3 separate regions of the Mus musculus genome follow, and all the other regions are linked to region 3. A link is a contact called in public promoter capture Hi-C data. All regions are on one chromosome and are shown on one strand. Each heading gives the region's core, a stretch centred on a gene start, on an enhancer-like site or on the middle of the called end of the contact. The rest is flanking DNA. Distances are from core to core; before and after follow the strand shown. Region 1 holds the start of Mtpn (myotrophin). Region 2 holds the start of Slc13a4 (solute carrier family 13 (sodium/sulfate symporters), member 4). Region 3 holds the start of Agbl3 (ATP/GTP binding protein-like 3).

Region 1 (4,149 bases), core at 1,524-4,023, 760 kb after region 3:
TAAATATATGCTTTAGATTCTGACAATCTTTGGTTTAAATCCAAGTTGGGCTAGTTGGCAACCTTGTCCAACTACTTAACTCCTCCAAAACTTAAGAGCCAATGAATGGCAATTACTTTTTTTTTTTTTTTCTGTGTAGCCCTGGCTGTCCTAGAACTCACTTTGTAGACCAGGCTGCCTCTGTCTGCCTCCTGAGTGTTGGGATTAAAGGCATGCGCCACCATGCCCGGCAATTACTTTTATATAACTAGTTTAGTTTATTGAAATCATAGCTAAAAATCACAGTAAGGAAAGACGTTCTTACTAAGAACATATGCTTTTAATGTGTTATAGGGTTATACTGGAGATATTAAGATTTAAAAGAACAGAGCATTTACTGTCCAGAGGCTCTGGGCCTAATGAAGAACAGATACTCTGCAAAATCACAATGAGAAACAGGATAAGAAGCTTCACTTCCTTTCAAGGTGAGGTGTTGGGAGTTTTTGTTTGCTTGTTTGTTTTGGGTTTTGGTTTTTGTTTGTTTTTGGAAGAGGTGATATTTAGGTTAAGAGGACAAACATGAATTCATGAGCTTGGAGGCTAACTGGTGAAGCTTACTTGGTCAAATGTAAGCGTACATGGACAAAGCTACTTAAAGAAATACAAGTGAGGGTCTGGAGTACAGCTTTCAGATAGGGAAGAAAAAGAATTGTTCAACACAACACAATGTCCCAGTAGACCAAAAGATAGAGTTGGAAGTGATATAGAGTCAAAAGCATCTATCATCAAGTTAGAGAAGGAAGTTCACTGAGAAAAAAAATATGCTTAAAATAAACACTGATCCCTTCAGCTAACTATTGAAGATGACCAGGATGGGGGTGGGCAAACCAAATCAAGAAAATACAGGGGGTGGGGTGGGGTGGGGTGGGGAATAGGAAACAGCAGCAACTAACTTCAAGTCATGCTGAGACTGGAGAGTGAAGCAAGGTAGTCTTGATAAACCTCAGCTATGCAGGACAATCACCCAATTTCCACTTTGGATGAATGGTTCAGTCATGAAGTTGTAAGTTAACATATTGACAACAGAAACAATTTCATGCATGTTATTTTTGTAACTGTAAATTCTTTATTAATGTTTTGTATTTTAAATCCCCTATGTTTGAGCAGGGGCTGGAAAAACAAGAGCCACTCACTTTGAGACAATCGTGTGTTGTTCCACTACTGGTTGATGTATTTTTCTATAACTCTACATTGAAGAGACGGTAGTTCAGGTTTCTATTTGTTACTAGCTAAGGTAGTCAGAAGGTAGCTTGCCTTAAACATCCATTACAATCAACTAAGCAGATCAAATACATGTGAAAAGTCTAAATTATAAGGCATCAAGTGGAGAAAAAACTATCATCCTTGTACAATCCTGTAGTTAAAAACAAACAAACTAACCAACCAATCAACCTGCTTCTGCCTGTTTCCTAAAACAAGTCCTGTGAGGCAGGATGCCACCGCTCACACCTTTTAAGATTTAAAATCTTGACCGCAGGCTCACACTTTTTGAAGAGGACCAAGATGTTCACAGTTGTCACAAAATTCTACTTTCGGAAAATAATAATAATAATAATAATAATAATAATAAAACTATAGAAGTTCTCCTTACAATTACAAAAGGAGCAATTTAAGACCCAAAGGCAGGCCAGGTCAGAACTTTCCAAGTACCTCCAAGTATGGTTTTGAATTTGGGTTTCTTAACCATATCCCAAACATAGCGTGATCAGACTGCAGTACTATTTACTACACACGCGCGCGGACTTCAGATGAAATAATGGAGTACCCCAAGTTAAAAGGCTTTTTGAAAACTACTCCGATTTCCCAACACCCCAGATGCCAAATGGCAACCTTACCACTCGAAGCAAACGATACACACACATACACATATTATGTGGTGGTGGTGGAGAGGAAAAAGGCCACACCCAAGTTAAAGACTTTCAGAGCGAAGTGACACCAAGTTTCAGAAATTTAACTATGGCTATTTTGGGGCAGCTCATTTCACGGGTGACGGATCCTCTGAATCCTCCCCATCTCCACCAGGCCGCACGTTCAGGAAATCGTTCCCGATTCGAACTGCTCGGGTTTCCTTCTCAGGAACCCGGTGCGAGGCCAAGATGGAGAAATGCCTCATTCAAAGATTGCAGTACCCGGGGTATTAGAGGGCCGGCCCGTGCCGATCGAGGGAGACAACCAGGCGCCCGTTACCTGCGGGGCTGGGACAGGCCACAGCCGCCTTAGCAACAACACAGCGGTTACCTGGCACCGAGGAGCCACCCAGATCCAGGCCCTGCGGCGTCCACGAGTCTCCCAAGCTGGCCCAGCTCCCGGTGTCCCCCACGCCCTGGGCTTCACGACCACCCACCCCGCCGCAGCGCAGCATCAGCGCCGCGCATCCCCGCTCACCTTAGCCACATAGTCCTTCACCTCATCCAAGTCTCCGTTTTTCAGGGCCCACATGAACTCCTTGTCGCACATGACTGCAGCGGGGTGGGCCGGCGGGCCGGGCAGGAGCGGCGATTAGGCCCGACGAGGGGACACGAGAAAGCGACGCGCCTCAGGCCGCTGAGCGGGCGAGACTGCGGGTCGCGGCTACGGTTCGGGCGGGAGAAAGTTCTTCTGCAGCCGTTGGGCCCAGCAGAGCAGGTTCCGCCTAGCTGAGGAGAAGCAGGACGCTTACACTTCCGGTTCACGCCCCGCTAGGGCCCGCCTCCCACTTCCTCTTCCTCTTCCTCTCTCCAGAAAGCTCTGCTCGGGACCCCGCCCCGACTGCTTACCTCAGGAGAGCCACTTTTGCGCAGGCGCATTATCCTGGCCGGCCAAGGCAGAGTAGAGGCGTGGTTCCAATGGGCGGGGCCGTGAGGCTGAGTAGAATGTTCCTGGAGGTCAGGAAAATCAGGGGCTGAACCTGGGGAGGTGTTGGATGGGAGTAGGACACTCCAGTTCCACGACAGAGGGGAACGTTAGTTTCCAGGGCTCACTTTCTAATAATTCTAAAAATAACTAATAATAATAATAATAATAATAATAATAATAATAATAATAATAATGTGTTTAGATTCTCTCTCTCTTACTATCCCACTTTAAACTAGTAAAAGAGGAAAAACAAAAAACCAACCCACTCTCAAAACATTTTTATTGAGACTTTCATCTATGCATATAGTATGTTTTGAACAAATTCATTCCTGAATCCCTTCTCCACTTCACCACTACTTTTCCTTCACAACTTTATGTGACCTCTCTTCTTAAAACAAAACCAAAAACAAAAAACCAAAAACCAAATTTTCATTTACGTGTATGATAGTTTTGACAGAATATATACATTTATGTGAACCAATGTGTGCGAGTGCCCGAAGAGGCAAGAGGAAGCATAAAATCTGAGAGAGCTAGAGATACAGACAGCGGTGAGCCTTCATATGGGCCATGCTGGGAACCAAGCCGGGCTCCTCTGCGAGAGCAGCCAGTGCTCTTAACCTCTGAGCCATCTCTGCAGCAGTGCTCGGGTCTTGTGTTGAGCTCTCTGAACCCACTTAGCGCTTCCTGTTGAGTGCATACGTGTGGGACCTACTGGTTTGTTTTACCTTTAGGCATCAAACTCTATTCCTATTCTCATACATCAGTGGCTGGGTGGGGCTCTCTCCCTTGGTCTTTTCTCCTCTCTCTCCCACTACCACTCTTGGCCTTTCTTCTCCCTTTCCTCAACCATGCAGTTTCTTTGGGACATCCACCAGAAGGAAATAAAAAGGAAAGAATAAAACTTTTTTTTTCTCAGAAGGAAATCTTCAACACGTAGTTGAGACAACGGTGTCAGTAGGTTTATTTCTTTTTAATTGCATACGTACGTGCTTGTGTACAGATGCACTGATGTGGGCATGAGTGTGCATACGTGTAAACTCAGAGGACAACTTGTGGGAGAGTACTCTTATGTAGGTCCTAGTGACTGAATTTAGGTCACCATCGGGCTTTGTCACAAGCATCTTTCCTGGTTGAGCCATCTTGCCAACTCAACAACGTGAATTATGTACATTTACTTTCTATGGTGGAAAATACTTAAGTGTGTGATGGCAATTAAAAACTAGGAGCTTTTCCTGACCAACAAATGACCGCTAACAAACATGCGTAGCATCATTA
Region 2 (3,771 bases), core at 708-3,207, 530 kb after region 3:
CAGCTTGTATTTAACTAGACCATGATAATCCCCTCTGTTTAACTTTTTAACCTTAATCTTGGTTACCCAGTCCCCCAGGGAACCGTGTGAGAAATATTCTTGTAGTCAACCTGCCTTAGCTTATTTTCCCCCTAAAGTCTCAAGGACCATGCCAGCTGGAGGGGTAGCTATACACCCCCAGACAGGTGAGGGGAGAGAAGGGGAGGGGAGGGAGACCAGGGAGGTCCAAGGGACTGACTGAATGCAAACCGAGCTACAGCTTCTTTGTTCCCAATCTCCTGCTTTATGGTCTAGAGTTCCTGGGCTTGCATTTCTGTTTTCTTGTTGCATTAGGTCTGTTTTTGTTTGTTTGTTTTGTTTTTTAAAGAGCAGAGACATATACATAGAAGAAACTGATAGTCAGAGAGTCCTAAGCATGAGACCAGAGTAACAGGCTCAACTTCAATATGCCCTTCCTGAAGTTTGCATGGAAGGTTCAGGATGGCCTCTTTTTTTTTTTGGATTGGATATTTTCTTTTTTACATTTCAAATGTTTTCCCCTTTCCAGGTCTCCCCTTCGGAAACCCCCTATCCCATCCTCCCTCCCTCTGCCTCTATGAGGGTGCTCACCCACCCACACACTGCCATCCTCCTGCCCTGGCATTCCCCTACACTGGAGCATCAAACACCCTCAGGCCCAAGGGCCTCTCCTCCCACTGATGACCAACAAGACCATTTTCATATTCTGGTTGTCAGAGACTACCATGACCAGAGGACAGACTCTGGACAGGCTCCCCCCCCCTCCCCAGTCCCAGCATCCCTTTCTGGGTTGATAGTGGGGAGCCTTTTACATCTCTAATGGCTGTCACATAAAGATAGCCATAGGTTGAGAAACGGCCCTTAAGCCTGTCCATTCTATGGGTTCGACCTTATTTCCTATAATTTCTTTTTCAACATGACAGTCCTTTCAGCCATGGTTTCCCAGTCAATCGGGGGGGGGGGGGCGCAGAATTGGGGGACCCATCTTGAGACAGAGGGATGCAAATGATAGTTTTAAGGAAGAGAGTACTTTGGTCTCTTCCAGATAAGTGGGATGATTCCATCCCACTCTCAATGAAGTCCCACAAGCGTTCCGCTTCCCTCAGACCTCCCTCCCTTTCTCTCCCGCTCCCACTGATGCCCTGACAGGAGTTGGCAGGCTGCCACTTACGCTGGTGGGGTAGATGGTGGGCAGAGGCAGCAGCAGCAGCGGCACACAGATGACCAATAGCAGCTTCCTCGCTTGGAGAAGGCCCTGCAGCAAGCCCATGGTGGACCTGTCTGGATCCTGGATCGAGTCCTCAATGGCGTCCTCTTCTGTTCTGCGCTACGCTCCCCTCTCCGTCCAGGAAGACTTCACACACCTTCCCTGGCTTCCAAGAGTTAGTCCTCTTTGGTCTCGGGAGCAGAGAAGCAGGGTGGCTGCACCCAGTTTCCACAGAAAGCTGGGCTGCTTGACTTTTGCCTTAGGTGAGGTTGAGCAGCATAGTGTTATGGCCATCGAAGAAGAGCCGGGAAAGGCTTACACACCTGAGCGCTGGGTTTTCTCTCTGGTTAACAAGAGGGTGGCTTCATGCTAGACGCCAGAAAGAGTCCTCGGGAGCAATGAGCTTGCGGCTACTGGTCAGTATTGAAGAATCATTTAAAGCTTAAAAACAAAACAAAACAAAACAAAACAAAACAAAAACCCCAAAACCACAGTAGCTTTTCTTCTTTCTGGTGACCTGTTTTGTCTTACCTCCGACCTGGCTGACTGTTGGTAAAAAAAAAAAAATCTGTTGGCCCCTTCCCTTAAAGCCAGCACTGGTGTCAGTCTGAGGGTGCACTCTCTCTCTCTCAGTACCTGACACCTTAATTCTGTTTAGATTTCTTCCCTTCAAATTGGGCTCCTACTTATACTTTTCCTGAAGTATGGACTTCCAAAGCAGCCGTGAAGAATCTCCAAGACATTCCTTTTTGTTACAGGACTAAAACTAGCCAGAGGCCCACCTTTAACTTTTTTGAACCAATGGGAGAGGGCAGAGGGCAGCGTTTCCGCCCACTTCTCAAAGCCTATCAGCAAGTTGAAAAGAGTGAGCCAATATCGCATCTGAAGGCGGCCCTTGATTGGTCTCAGCAGGGGCCTGCTGCTTTGGCAGAACCCAGGCGGTTCTCTTGTTTTTCCATTTCTCAAGCATCCCAGGGGTTGGATGTTGGTCAGCACCTTGAGCATAATCCCACGTCCCCAGCACTGCTCTGTTGCTTCCAAGCATGGGACACAGCTTTCTTGGAGGGTCACTCGCTCACCACTCAGGAAGATGACCCATCTGGTGGCGGGGAGAATACAGACATTCATTCTAGAGAAATGTGACCTGGACTGAACAGTATTAAGCTCTCCTTCCAGGCAAAGTTTGCTTCTTGGGCACTGGCAGGGGAGAAAGGTCAGAGGCAGCAGGAAGAATGAACCTGGAGGGAAGACCCTGAGATGCTTGGGAAGAAGGGAAAGGCTCCCCTCTGCTCTGGGAGAGTATACATGCCAGTCAGAGTGGGTGTCCGTGCACCTCTCTGAGGCTCTTTACCAAAGAACAAGGCAGGTTGTTCTTGGGGGAAACCCAGGGGAGAGACACAATGGGAGCCAAGGGGACAAGGCTAATCAATAGTCATACTGGGAATTTCATTTGGAGAAATGATCTAACCTTCCTTCCTTTCTTTCTTTCTTTCTTTCTTTCTTTCTTTCTTTCTTTCTTCTTCTTCTTTTTTTCTTTTGAGACAGGGTTTCTCTATATAGCCCTGGCTGTCTTGGAACTCACTTTGTAAATCAGGCTGGCCTAGAACTCAGAAATCTGCCTGCCTCTGCCTCCTGAGTGCTGGGATTAAAGGCGTGTGCCACCATGCCCGGCAATTTAGCCTTTATTTTTTTCATTTTCATATTCAGAAAGAACAGATTTGGAACAAGACGAAAAAGAAAAAGACCCCCCCCCCAAAAAAAAAAAAAAACCAAAACCTTCTTTTAAGTGATGGTATTGGCCGGATCAACTTGATCTGGTAGCTGCAGAGCTAGATCTTGTGAGCCCACGTTCTTTTTGAATTCACAGGATTTGTGCACCTTGTGCAGCCATAGCCCTTTGAAGTGACCCCTGGCCTAGACGTAGAACATCTAGAGAAGTGGCTCCACAAAACCAGTTCTCCTTGATTGTCAGGGTCTGTCACATGATGGACAGGTCTTTGAAGTCATCTAGTGATTGTATGAAAGGTTATGGTGAAGTCACCTCTACCTGCATGTCAAAGACATGCTATCTCAGCTATGACATCCTTGCCTCATTTTTTGTGATGGTTTAGAAATGCAGTATAAACGGGACCTCATGCCTGTGGTGTTTCGGTTTCAGAGATGAGAGAGATTGGATAATAATAAACAGCTGGAGAAATGAACGCCTCCCGTCAAACCCAGAAGCTGCTTCAAATTCCTCCATGAGATAATCTGAGGGAACAAAGATTCCAGCGACTTTAGTAATGCGATTGGGCCGTTTGTATTACACCATGGGTGACATTTGTTGAATAAAATGAAGCAAAGCAAGTTGCATGGCAGGCCAGGAGTTCCTCTGGCCTATCAGCTTTCTACATGGACAAACCACTGTCCAGAATCCAGTGCTAAGGAGTGTGTTAATTCTTCGTAAAAAAAGGTATATAAAGTAGTCAAACTCTTAAAATATTTATTTTGCATCTCTAGACCAGGATGGCTCAGAACTCACTACCTAGCCCAGGCTGATCCCCAAC
Region 3 (4,156 bases), core at 89-2,588:
TGTCCAACAGCACAATACCACCAGCGGGGGATGTTTTAAGAAAAGTCTAGCTTGACTGTGATTCTAGTGGTACAAGCCAAGGGAACACATTTGGTGACGGACTTGCAGGCAGAGAGTCCCAAGTGACCAAATGGTACCCCTTAGCAGAAACTGGGAGTGGGTGCCCTCTGTTGTCCTATAGAGCCACTAAGTTTTAATTATGAGAACTCCACGCCGATGGTCTCATTCATCTTACTTACCCCTGAACGGCCCCACATATAAACAGAAGTAGGGTTATGTTTCTGTTCTTACATATCCACAGGAGCAAGTAAATTTCGGTACTGGAGCTTTGAGGATACCCTCAAACCAGAGAGTCTCTGAGCATTGTCTCCGTTAGTGATATACACATGGCATAAAACCAAGCACAACTAACTATGAAGACTAGTTTTCAAACAAGTGTGATCAATGGCACACTTCATTTCCTCAGGCCAATGCCCAAAGAAACAGAAAGTCTCAAGGTCTGACACAAACACATTCCCAGAAAGTTAACAAATCTAGAGATGCTAACCCATTTCCATGCTGAAACTGAAGCGCTTAATGCGAACCATGAGGGCACTGAACACCTCCTCATTCTTTTTGTCTATATGGGTTTTTCTTTTATTAACTTTACTTGGAAAACTGTTCCAACTGTATTATCCACCAAAGTGAAAAGTGACCAACAAATCAGGGTTAAATATACACACACAAACACAGATCCTAAGACTGCTGTGGGGGTCTTATTGACTTAAATAAGGCAAGGTGGGAGATTTGCTTTGTGAAAGTGTTGGCTAACAAAGAATTTCTAAGCTGATGAAATTTTTGAGAATTTACCCTTATACATATAACCATGACTCCTCCAAATCAAGTATTTTAAGTCTCACTTCCAGAATAAGAATGAATTATAATTGTGCAAAATAGAACTCAACCTTTTAACTTCAAATAAATTAGTTCATTTTTATTAATAAGGTTCAGTTCAGAAAATTAACTTGCCCGTGGTCATCAGGTTGTTAAAAGTCAAGGGGGGCTCTAGACACAAGCCTTAAACTGTATGTTCTACTGCCTTCTCAGCGCAGGCACCTAGCAAACAAGTTATAGTCACTCAGAACAAACTGCAGTCGCATCTTCCCCAGTGCTAAACTCTCCCTCCTGCAATGCTCAAACCGGTCCATACCATAAGCCAAGCCAGGAGTTCCCATCATCCCCTAGCATCAATGTCTCCCGCCAAAAACCTCACCACCTTCACAGCTGTCCCTAGGAAGAAATCACTAAAGCTCCCCAAAGTCTCGCGAGAGTACAGCCGTTGCCCTGGCAACAAGCGGCCTGCTCTCTCAGCGACCGCTGAATTTCGATGGCATTTGCTCTGACCCTGTCGTCGCCCGGTGCCTGGGGGACATCCTAAAGTATTCTCCCGGCAGGGGTGGGACGACCGGCGGACTTGAAGAGGCCCAGGGAACGAGGCGGGCGGCGGACGCGCCGCTTAGGCAGCGGGGAGCGGGGGAAATGCGGCCCTCGGCGCGGGACGGCGCGGGGCCCGCGTGAGTGAGGAGGCTCCGCGCGGGTCCCGCCCCGAGAGAAGGCCTGGCGCGGCCGCACGCCCCCCGCTCGCCGCTTCGGGCGCGGACCGGCGTCCGCGGGCTTCCGGCGCCTAGCGCCTGCACGCCTCGTCCGCGCACGTAAGGAGCTGCCGCCGGGCGTCCCGGCGGGTTGTCGTAATTTCGAGCCGTCATCCGGGGCTGAAGCTTCGGTCTCCGCCCCGAGATGTCACCTAGAAACCGCTCTCTCGACTGCAGTTGGCGTTTATGATGAAGCTTCGCGAGGCCTTCCGCGCCGTCCGCGCCCCCGAACGCGCTCGTCTGTAGACGTCAACCGGGGGCTGAGAAGGTGTTTGTCGGCGGTGGTCAAAAGGCTCGCTTTTAGAGAGAACCAAACACCAGTAGTTGTGAAATTGGTAAATTCTTTTGGTGTCCTCCAAAGTGTAAAAGCTTGGCAAGGATGATTTCATTGCAAATAAGAAAAGAGGAAACGTATACCTAAAACTGTATTATCCCCAAAGGCACAATCACTGGCATGTGTAGCAGGAGGAAAATGTCATTTTAGTAAAATGCCAATTTCAGGCTTGCCTAGAAGCAACAGTGGTCATCTCCAGCCGGACCTTCTGGTAGCTATTCCAATACAAATGGTGTCATTGGCTTTAAAAGTTAAATATACAGTAATGATCACGGTTAAAGAGAAACTTAAGTTATACACACTGAAGCTCGGGTCAACTGAAAGTTCAAGAGAAAGGGGAAAGTTTTTACACTATTGCTACATTTTATTGTCTGAATAATTATAACTTTTCTTGTGTACTTTTTAATGCGTGAAGACAATCCCCATTTACTATTGCAGTGTAGTGTTTAGTTATGAATATAAAATGTAAATGGCCTGGCTATATACTGTGGAAGTTTTTCAACTAAATTATTTACGTGATTTGTCTCTCTTGTTTCAACAGATTTTTTAAGTTTTATTTTTGTTCATAAAACATACTGACAGGTTATAAATATATCCCCCTTCATCTCTTCTAAAATTCACACCCCCATTCCATATCCACTCATCATCTTAAATTTTTTATTTAATTAAAATATAATTACATCATTTATCCCCCTTCCAACCCTCTCAGATACATATCCTCTTTTGCTATTTATTATCATTGTGTGTTTAAATAAATATATAAATGCAACTTGCAGAAGCCTATTGAATATTGCTTATGTGTATATTCTTTGTAGGACTGAACATCTGGTATTGGATATCTGTTTAGGAAGCTTGCTTTGTAGTAACGGATAGTTTTGTAAAATCTTTGAATTTGAAATTAATTTCCTGTATCCTTACTAGTTTAGTTTTCAGAGATCTGTCACTCTTAATTAAATACAATTGGACAGGTTTTGTAGTATTCATTTAATACAGAACCTGCACACCTTTGCTTAAAAGAAAAGCTGTTAAAAATCTCCTTAGACATTTTACAGCCTACTCACATAATTAAAGACATTCCGAGGAAGACACTAGAAGAGATGTCAGAAGATTCAGAGGAGGAAGACTACTCAGATAGAAGCATCAGTGATGACGATGACTTGGTATGTCTTTCTTTTTTACTTTGCGTAATTTGAGGTAAAATGTAGTATCAAGCACATATTTCCAATTAAAACATTATAGAATTAATTTGATGTAAAAACAAAACAGATGATGTCTGTTTTTGTCATAGAAGTTAGAAAATAACTGAAAAATGTATTGTGTAATGTGCCCTGTCTAGAAAGAAAGAAAAAGAGTTGATTTTTCTTGACGAGGCTATCAACTTGAGAGTGGGGAGGGGGAATAGGAATTGACAGGAGGAATGGGAAGGGCAAAATGATCTAATTCTATTTTAATTAAAAACATTTTTTAAAATGGGAAAGAAAGGATTTTTCTTGAGAAAATCTTGGGTGAGATTATTCTGGATTCTATTTAAATGTGTGTATATAATGATTAGGATTTTATTTTTACAGTCATATCTACTTCCTTCCTTATGTGCGAAATCTATTGCAACATATTATGCACCATACTCAAATCCCTGGTGTTCCAGCCAAGGTTCTTGGGTTTCACCACAGTACAGTAATGTGACTCCAATACCAGAAGGAAAGGATGTGGGTAGTAGAAAAAGGAGGAGGAGGAGGGGGAAGAGGAAGAGGAGGAGGAAGAGGAGGAGGAGGAGGAGGAGGAGGGAGATAGTGTTTGATATTGTGTCTGTACTTACATCCTGTTCTGTTTTAAAGGAGATTTTTTTTAAGTATAAATTACCATATGTTTAAAGTTCTAAAATCTCTCCAAAAATGATATATAGTTCTCTAAGTCCACAACTTTCTGTGATCTTATTCACCAGTTGTTTCCCCAAGTATTCCAAGAACCTTTAAACTTTCTCCCTTCTCTGTAGTTATTATCATGGCCATACCCTATTGTCTTAGGGTTTTACTGCTGGGAAGACACACCATGACCAAGGCAACTCTTATAAGGACAACATTTAATTGGGGCTGGCTTACAGGTTCAGAGGTTCAGTCCATTATCATCAAGGCAGGAACATGACAGCATCTAGGCTGGCATGGCACAATGCAGGAGATGCTGAGAGTTCTAC

The links. Promoter capture Hi-C pulls out the DNA fragments that hold promoters and counts their contacts.
Region 1: a promoter capture Hi-C map of pre-B cells shows a contact between it and region 3, with 4 times the contacts expected there. The contact joins the promoter of Mtpn here to the promoter of Agbl3 in region 3. A contact is called at or near these places in 2 of 39 promoter capture datasets (liver and pre-B cells), 1 of 484 Hi-C or Micro-C datasets (CD4 T cells) and 2 of 115 datasets of contacts at active chromatin or transcription factors (memory CD8 T cells and pancreatic cancer cells).
Region 2: a contact with region 3 is called in a promoter capture Hi-C map of pre-B cells, with 2.1 times the contacts expected there. The contact joins the promoter of Slc13a4 here to the promoter of Agbl3 in region 3. A contact is called at or near these places in 1 of 39 promoter capture datasets (pre-B cells) and 1 of 115 datasets of contacts at active chromatin or transcription factors (pancreatic cancer cells).

What each region holds. Positions count from the first base shown.
Region 1 is chr6:35,537,115-35,541,263 of GRCm38.p6, forward strand. It overlaps Mtpn (myotrophin), which reads right to left and starts at 2,774. Exons shown (of 4, transcript NM_008098.4): 1 at 2,425-2,774. The coding sequence starts at 2,496.
Region 2 is chr6:35,306,169-35,309,939 of GRCm38.p6, forward strand. It overlaps Slc13a4 (solute carrier family 13 (sodium/sulfate symporters), member 4), which reads right to left and starts at 1,958. Exons shown (of 16, transcript NM_172892.3): 1 at 1,190-1,958. The coding sequence starts at 1,288.
Region 3 is chr6:34,779,094-34,783,249 of GRCm38.p6, forward strand. Agbl3 (ATP/GTP binding protein-like 3) reads left to right here and starts at 1,339. Exons shown (of 20, transcript NM_001289656.1): 1 at 1,339-1,966; 2 at 3,007-3,125. The coding sequence starts at 3,063.